Linked DNA regions of Mus musculus: region 2 is linked to region 1. The links are chromatin contacts, called in public promoter capture Hi-C maps. All regions are on one chromosome and are shown on one strand. Each heading gives the region's core, a stretch centred on a gene start, on an enhancer-like site or on the middle of the called end of the contact. The rest is flanking DNA. Distances are from core to core; before and after follow the strand shown. Region 1 overlaps Gm31340 (a long non-coding RNA gene). Region 2 holds the start of Ranbp3l (RAN binding protein 3-like).

What was found. Promoter capture Hi-C pulls out the DNA fragments that hold promoters and counts their contacts.
Region 2: a promoter capture Hi-C map of neural stem cells shows a contact between it and region 1. The contact joins the promoter of Ranbp3l here to the enhancer-like site in region 1. A contact is called at or near these places in 5 of 39 promoter capture datasets (embryonic stem cells, hematopoietic stem and progenitor cells, neural stem cells and 2 more).

The regions. Positions count from the first base shown.
Region 1 is chr15:8,779,865-8,783,289 of GRCm38.p6, reverse strand. All of the region lies in intron 2 of Gm31340 (a long non-coding RNA gene), which reads right to left. Among named protein-coding and RNA genes, the nearest start is that of Gm31340, 71 kb to the right of the region's middle. Within about 2 kb of position 1,904, at least 39 of the 459 cell types and tissues checked have an H3K27ac peak or open chromatin away from gene starts, as enhancers often do. A contact at or near this core is called in neural stem cells, where this site is marked.
Region 2 is chr15:8,966,184-8,969,608 of GRCm38.p6, reverse strand. It overlaps Ranbp3l (RAN binding protein 3-like), which reads right to left and starts at 1,660. Exons shown (of 14, transcript NM_198024.2): 1 at 1,093-1,660. The coding sequence starts at 1,183.

The DNA of each region.
Region 1 (3,425 bases), core at 655-3,154:
CTCCAGCATCAGTTGCTTACTCACAGATGGAAACAAACACCCACACCTTTAGGGTCTCAGAGGGGGAAGTGAGCCATTTTTCTTCTGACATGCATCAGTAGCTACTTCTGTCAGAAAGTGGAAAGTTCTCAAGTCAGTGACTTCAACTCCCATCTTAAGAAACTGGAGAAAGAAAGAAAGAAAGAAAGAAAGAAAGAAAGAAAGAAAGAAAGAAAGAAAGAAAGAGAGGAAGAGAGGAAGAGAGGAAGAGAGGAAGAGAGGAAGAGAGGAAGAGAGGAAGAGAGGAAGAGAGGGAGGGAGGGAGGGAGGGAGGGAGGGAGGGAGGGAGGGAAGGAGGAAGGGAGGGAGGGAAGGAGGAGGGAGGGAGGGAGGGAAGGAGGAGGGAGGGAGGGAGGGAGGGAGGGAGGGAGGGAGGGAGGGAGGGAGGGAGGGAGGGAGGGAGGGAGGGAGGGAGAGAAACCAAAGAAAATAGTAAATATCCACACAAAGGTCAATTAACAGAAAAACAGAAGGGAAAAATGTGTGAAGGCAAGAGCTTTTGGGCTTGAAAAAGTCAGTAATACTGACGGCCCTCTTTATTCAGGAAAACTGGAGATGTAATGGAGAAGACTGAGATCACTATTATAGGAACATAAAGACATCTGCATCTCCAGATCTCCAGATAGTAAAACAATAGTAAGGGTGTGCTATGTGCAACGCTACAGCAATGATTTCAGCGGCTTCAACTAAGCGGGCCACTTTTTTGAAAGCAAGAAACCCATAAAGCTCATTGGAAGAGACCAGAGCAGAGAAAGAGTATGTACTATAAGAGTCTACTTAGATAAGCCTCTAGAAAATGAAGACTAACATGAAGAGAAGCTGATATACATTGCCTGGAGATTTTGGGGGCGCATAGGCTGGGTCAGGAAAGGGGGACAGGGTTGACTGCAAAGGAGCCCGAGAGAAATTCGTGGAGGAAGTGATGAATGCGTTCATTAGGCCGTGATGATGTCACCACAATCAAGTAGTGAATACAGACGTCAAAGCACATTAAACCGCAGGCTTTCAAAACGTGCAGTTTATTTTGAATGTCAATTAGGCCTCAACCAGAACGTGAGGTTTCCTTTCTAATTCGGAGGGTTTTTCTGTAAACTGTGACTCTGTGTTTAAAGTTTGAAGCTGAAGAACGATCCAGCTTGGTTAGAAAAAAAAAAAAAAAAAAAGCCCTCACCCCAAACAATGCGTACCCTGTCATATGCATCTAGGAGGCCTTTCTTTTCCAAGAGAAAATGTGGGGTTTGGACAAAGACGGAGCACTGAGTTAGGGAGCAAAGCATGGCTGGAACTTAGCCGGAGCCACCAAAAGTGCCAACCTCACGGAGCAACAGCTCCTTTGCCCACTGTCTCCCCGAGCAATACACAGGCCAAAGAGCTGGGAGTCCATTTTCTTTGCTTCTGGTCTGAGGCATGAGGACTGACTCCGTCCAACTTGCCAGCTACCCTGCCTTCAGGCCACACGCTCAGCAAGTTGTAGTCCAAGTTACTGTATGCTGAGCCTTTAAGAGCATTGTTCGGGCCCTTACTACGGGCAAGTCAAAGACCTGGGTTTCTCGGCCGTGGACTCAATGACGAATCCATTTGGGTGTCTGAAGCTGGCAGTGTTTGGTCCGTGAAGGCAATTGAGATGTTCTAACTCTCTTGCGACCCAGCGATTTTTACTCCCCACGAATTTCCCTCCAACCGAAACTTGGCTCCAGTGTCCTGCAAACCAGACCCCGGGGTGGTTACAAAACAAGAACCAAAGGTCTGGTAGTGTAAGAGCGTTATAGTTCCTCTGGGAGTCCTGCCTCCTGCCTCCACCACCCTCCATCCGCCAGTGAACAGTCGGCCTTTCCTCTCACTGTGGGGAATGCCACCGCTCTCTCAGAAATGCCACCACGGTTGCCCTTGGCAATCCTTTCTTGTGCAATGTCCTTTCTCAGGAAGATGAATACAAGCTGTGCAGAACTGAATGTCGATCCCACCCTCGGCAACCAGCAGTCTCATTAAGCAAAGACTAAAGGACCCCGGGGAGAAATACATTTGACTGACTCTGGAGTTCAGGGAAGAACCATGAAAGGGGGAGAGATTTCTTCACAAGTGGGGGCGACTTTCAGGCAATCCTCCTTACCCCAAAGCCCAATGTGCTCACTTCCTGGTAGGAAGGCCATTTTAAATTCTGTCTCTGTGTTGATTTCATCAACGGGACCCAGGAGTAGAAAGAAAAAGGTAGAGGTCTTTGTGTCTCTCTTTAAACATGAGTCTGCCAAGGGCGTCCTGGGTTTTTCTTGACCAGGGCTTTTGCTTGCCTTGACCTTGCCTCTGATTCATAGTGGACCCTCACGTAAGTCGGTGTCTCCCACAGACTCATTTTCTCCATGTGCTGAGGGAATCTAGACTCTGGGTTTTAATCCTGCAGTTTCTATACTGACAGGTTTAGTTAAGGCTATCTTCTGAAGGATGCCTGGAATTCTGGGCTCTCAATAAATCAGTCAGAATCCGGCAGAAATAATGGTTGTCCACAAAGGACAGCCACCCCATTTCAATTTATGTTTACGTGACCTCCTGTAGCACGCTTTGGACAGTCTGGTCAAAGAAGCACTTCGTGCTACAGGGAGGCCCAAGTGCAAAGGCATCAGAGATGATTAAGTAAGGTTAATTCAGAAACAATTGAATAAGGCAAAGTCTTGTTGGCCACGCTCCAAGAAAACTCTTTTCCCTGTACAATGATCAGGCTGCCTTTGAAGTTTCAGAGTCTTAGCAGAAAAAAAAAATGCAATTTTTAATGTTTCACACAGCATTCAGTATTTTGCCCTGAATAGATTATTGTAGCATTTATCATGGCCCAAATTTATCTGGTATTAATTATTTGTAATAACAGAAGCCAAATAGCATAAAGCAAGACATCACTTATCCAGTGTCAAGGAGAGGAAGTCGATCAGTCAGCATTCCTAGCTGCACTGGTAGGACCAACTCTAGCTTGATTGGAATTGAGAGAGAATGACTTTCTTCCGTGTGCATTAGGTGTGGCTGTGCTCACCCAGGCATGCATGTGTGGAGGTCAGAGGTCAACGTCAGATGTCTTCTTCACTACCCTCCATCTTGGTTTGTTTGTTTGTTTGTTTGTTTGTTTGTTTTTTGACATAGAGTACCCATTGAACCTAGAGCTGTCTGTTGAGACTAAACTGGCTGGCCAGTGAACCCGCAGAATCCTATTCTGCCAGAATTGGGGTTGCAGATATAGCTACAGCCGGCTTTCGAGTTGTGGAAGTCAGAATGCAGCTTGCCTTAATTGCAAAACAAAACCTTTTATCCACAGAGTCACCCTCCAGACCCATGTAGTGCCCTTCATTAAGGATACCACTCTGGACCAGGGAATTTTGTTCCCCTTTAACCTCATGACCTCA
Region 2 (3,425 bases), core at 411-2,910, 190 kb before region 1:
GCAGCAAAGAAACACCTAGACAAAACCGAAGATTTCCTAGTAACACGTGAGCCACGTGGACAGTGCCACGTCTAAGGCTATTGGCTCAAAACTCCCTCTTTTAACCAGCGTGCTCTGAAAGGCTTATACTGTACTCCTTACACAGGAATCATCTCCTGTCCCTGCTCTGCTAAGCCCCGTGTGGCATGAGGTCACTCAGCTCAGCTCCGGAATCTTGCAGGGAGGTGGCTTGAGACATTCACCAAATGTTAGCACCCCTACGCTACCTTGAATGTGGGAGGTTTCCATCCATTAGCAGCTACCCACCAGGAGAGTGAAATCCAAAGCCAAGTATACACAGAAATAAATGAGGCTCTTATGCACTGTATATCCTAGATCCATGACAGGCTGCAAGGAGTTAGATGCGTTTGGAAAGTTCTTAGCCTGGGGGAGGGGCAGGGTGATGCTGGTGTCATCAGCTCACAGCCTTTCCCACTAGTGTCTTCTGTTGTCCTTATCAAGGGGATAGAGTAGTAGTTGGTCTATTTGTATCAATCGTCTGGCTGAGTAGTCAATCTGAAATGCTTTTAAAGATTATTCATGGAAAGCCTGGTGAGGTGTGGCGTTTAGGTGTCCATCAAGTCAAATGCCACACTGTCTGTTCCAGATCTCTTTGGACTCTAAAATGAGTGCCAAAATATGCATTTTCCACAACTGAATGAGTCAGAGGTCTTCACAAAGTTAGATGTAAGCAAAGCCCCTACTAGTAGTAGGACATGAGGTTAGCGCCAGGCTAACAAAGCTGCTCTTGGCTAAATTTCCTCAATAGCCCAGTCAGCCTTGCCCCATGGGTGTTTTCAATTATACACACCCTAGCACACTCTACACAACTGGCAGTGTCTAGTTTGAGTACCTGTTTCCAAGGAATATGTATTCTCAAAAGTCTTTCAAGAAATGATAATCCTTTAAATCAACAGCGAGGCCACGGGAACCTACTGTCCAGCCTATTATTCTTCCTCTCAGAGGGTGCAAGCTCTTCACCAGCCCACCCTTCCCCAGACATACAAAAGGTCAGAAAGTCACAGAGCGCAGGACTTTGCTCTCTAGACCCACCTTGCTGTTGCCGATCCTCCTGCACCTGCAGCTGACGCGTGCACGAACTGGTGAACAGGTGGCTGTCGTCTTTCCTTTGTGTTGTAGACATGGTACCAACGATCTGGCTGTGACTCGGGGACCACTAGCGCAGTTTGTCTTAGCCAGACATCAAAAACTGTCTTCAGAAGTTACTTGGAAAGAACACAGAGGCACGCGCAGATCTCGCCTCGCATGTAAAACATTTACTCCTCGAAAAGCATGCCAGGGTTTCTACTGGTCAAGAATTCTGCAGTAAATATTTACCAGTATCGCACCTCCTGCCTACAAAGATGCCAGCTTATTTGGCTGGAAACACGACTTAACTCTTAGTTTATTTTAAAGCGCCCTGGACCTTTCCCCTTTTAGAATGTTCAAAAAGAAACGACGTCTCTCGGTGAAACTAGCTCTCTCGTTCAATTTTAGCCGTTTTCAGTTCCTTCTCTGCTGTAAAGTCCAGTCCCTCTAGTGTAGAGAGGACTGCTAGAGAAACAAGCAAAGGGGGAAAGCGCTGCAGGATTAAATCTGCCTGGTTGGAGTTCGCCCCTGTGACAGTTGGATGTGTACAGTTCTTAAGGGAGGCTGGAGGGGAGGAGACTGGGCTAGCTGATTAGCATAGAGAGGCAGGCAAGAAATAGCATTCTTATTGTTTTAACGGAGTGACCAAAGCAGGGATGGTAAAGATGTCCGGACAGCACAGCAATTAACCACCTTGCTTCTGCTGCGTTGTCATTAAAGCCCAAGCCCAAAGCAGGGCTTGGGCAGTGCAGTTATTCTCAGGCACAAGCGAAATGGAAAAGATCCAGCTGGATCTGGTCAGGAGCGCATGGAAATGTACTGCTGGGACTCTCGGACTCTGTAAACAGCTCCGAGGCTCCAGGAGAGGAGCACAAAACACTACCCGGAAACATTAGCTTTGCTTCCCAGCACAGTCTCGACCACTGCTGCCTCTGGGTTGTAAGACAAGGCAGCTTGTGAGGTTTCTTGTGCTTGCCGGTCCATCACTGTTGGAAAGCAAACCCTAAACTCCTTAGACTCAGTGAAGTCATAATGAATATCATAGGTCCTGCCTTGCAGCGTGACTCTGAGCGAGACGCTCTGCTTGAATTTGGAAACTGATATAAAACACCCTAATAAGGTTGCCTCCTTATGATATCTAGAAGGCAGGGAGATGTGTCTCTTCTTGTTTTCTTCTTTCATCCTAAGGCAATTGACAATTTCCCAAGCATATTTTCATTTCTGAAAACACATGAAATGCATATATCACTTCACCTTTGTAATTCTTGTGACTAATTCAAATGAATTTTTTGTATTATATTTTGGGTTTTATTTGATAAAGCTGGCATAAAGATGTAGACTTGAAGAAGTGGATTCCTGGGCACAATCTGAGATATAAAGTTAAGTATGAAATCTACACTCTCACACCCATATGTTTGTGTGTGCATACCCAGGCATACACTCACACCTGAGACAATGCACACAGTCACACATGTATCCAAACCCAAATGTGTGTGCACAAACGCACACACATGCACACCCACGCACATGTGTTTCTTAATTCTCTGTTCCAGACAAAGGAGCAAAGCCTTTGTACACAAAGCTGGTGTTTGCCTTCATTGATGGACTCCAGCTTTTCTGTAGGTCTGTCACAAGTGCTACCATGTTAGAGACTAGGGCTGATGCTTGGGGACCCTTAGGGTTCTGCTTGGGGTTACACTATGGAGTCCTCGGCAGTGGCTGTATAATTTGCAGCAGGGATGCACCTGAGTTAATGCCCTGAGCTTTGAGTTACACTTATAACTGCTTTTTTAGGGTTAAGCGTTGTAGGCTCCAGTGGAGTGAATCCAGCCTGGCCGAGTCTTCCTTGTGACAGGACAGAATAAAGCATACCGAGGATGCAGAACAGGCATTTCCTCCACAGGCACTGCTCTTCCTCACCTTTTAGAAACAGCCACCAAGTGACTTCATACCAGCCATGCTTTGCTGTACATTTTGCTTATGAGCAAAAGCAAGACATTGGAATGGCAAAATTGCCCATGCATGTTGTAGTGGCTATTCCTGGTTGTCAACCTGACTATATTTGGAATGAACTACAATCCAGAATTGGAAGGCTCACCAGTGACCCTTATCTGGAGGCTTGGAGATAGAAGTTTCTGATCTGGATCTTGGTAAGATTAAATCTCCGAGTTCATGGTCATCTGGGATTAAAGGTGTGGTGGAACACACCTTTAATCTGGGCTACACCTTCTGCTTGAGACAATATAAGGACATTGGAAGAAGGGAGTCTCACTCTTGCTCCCTTGCGTGCTTGCCGT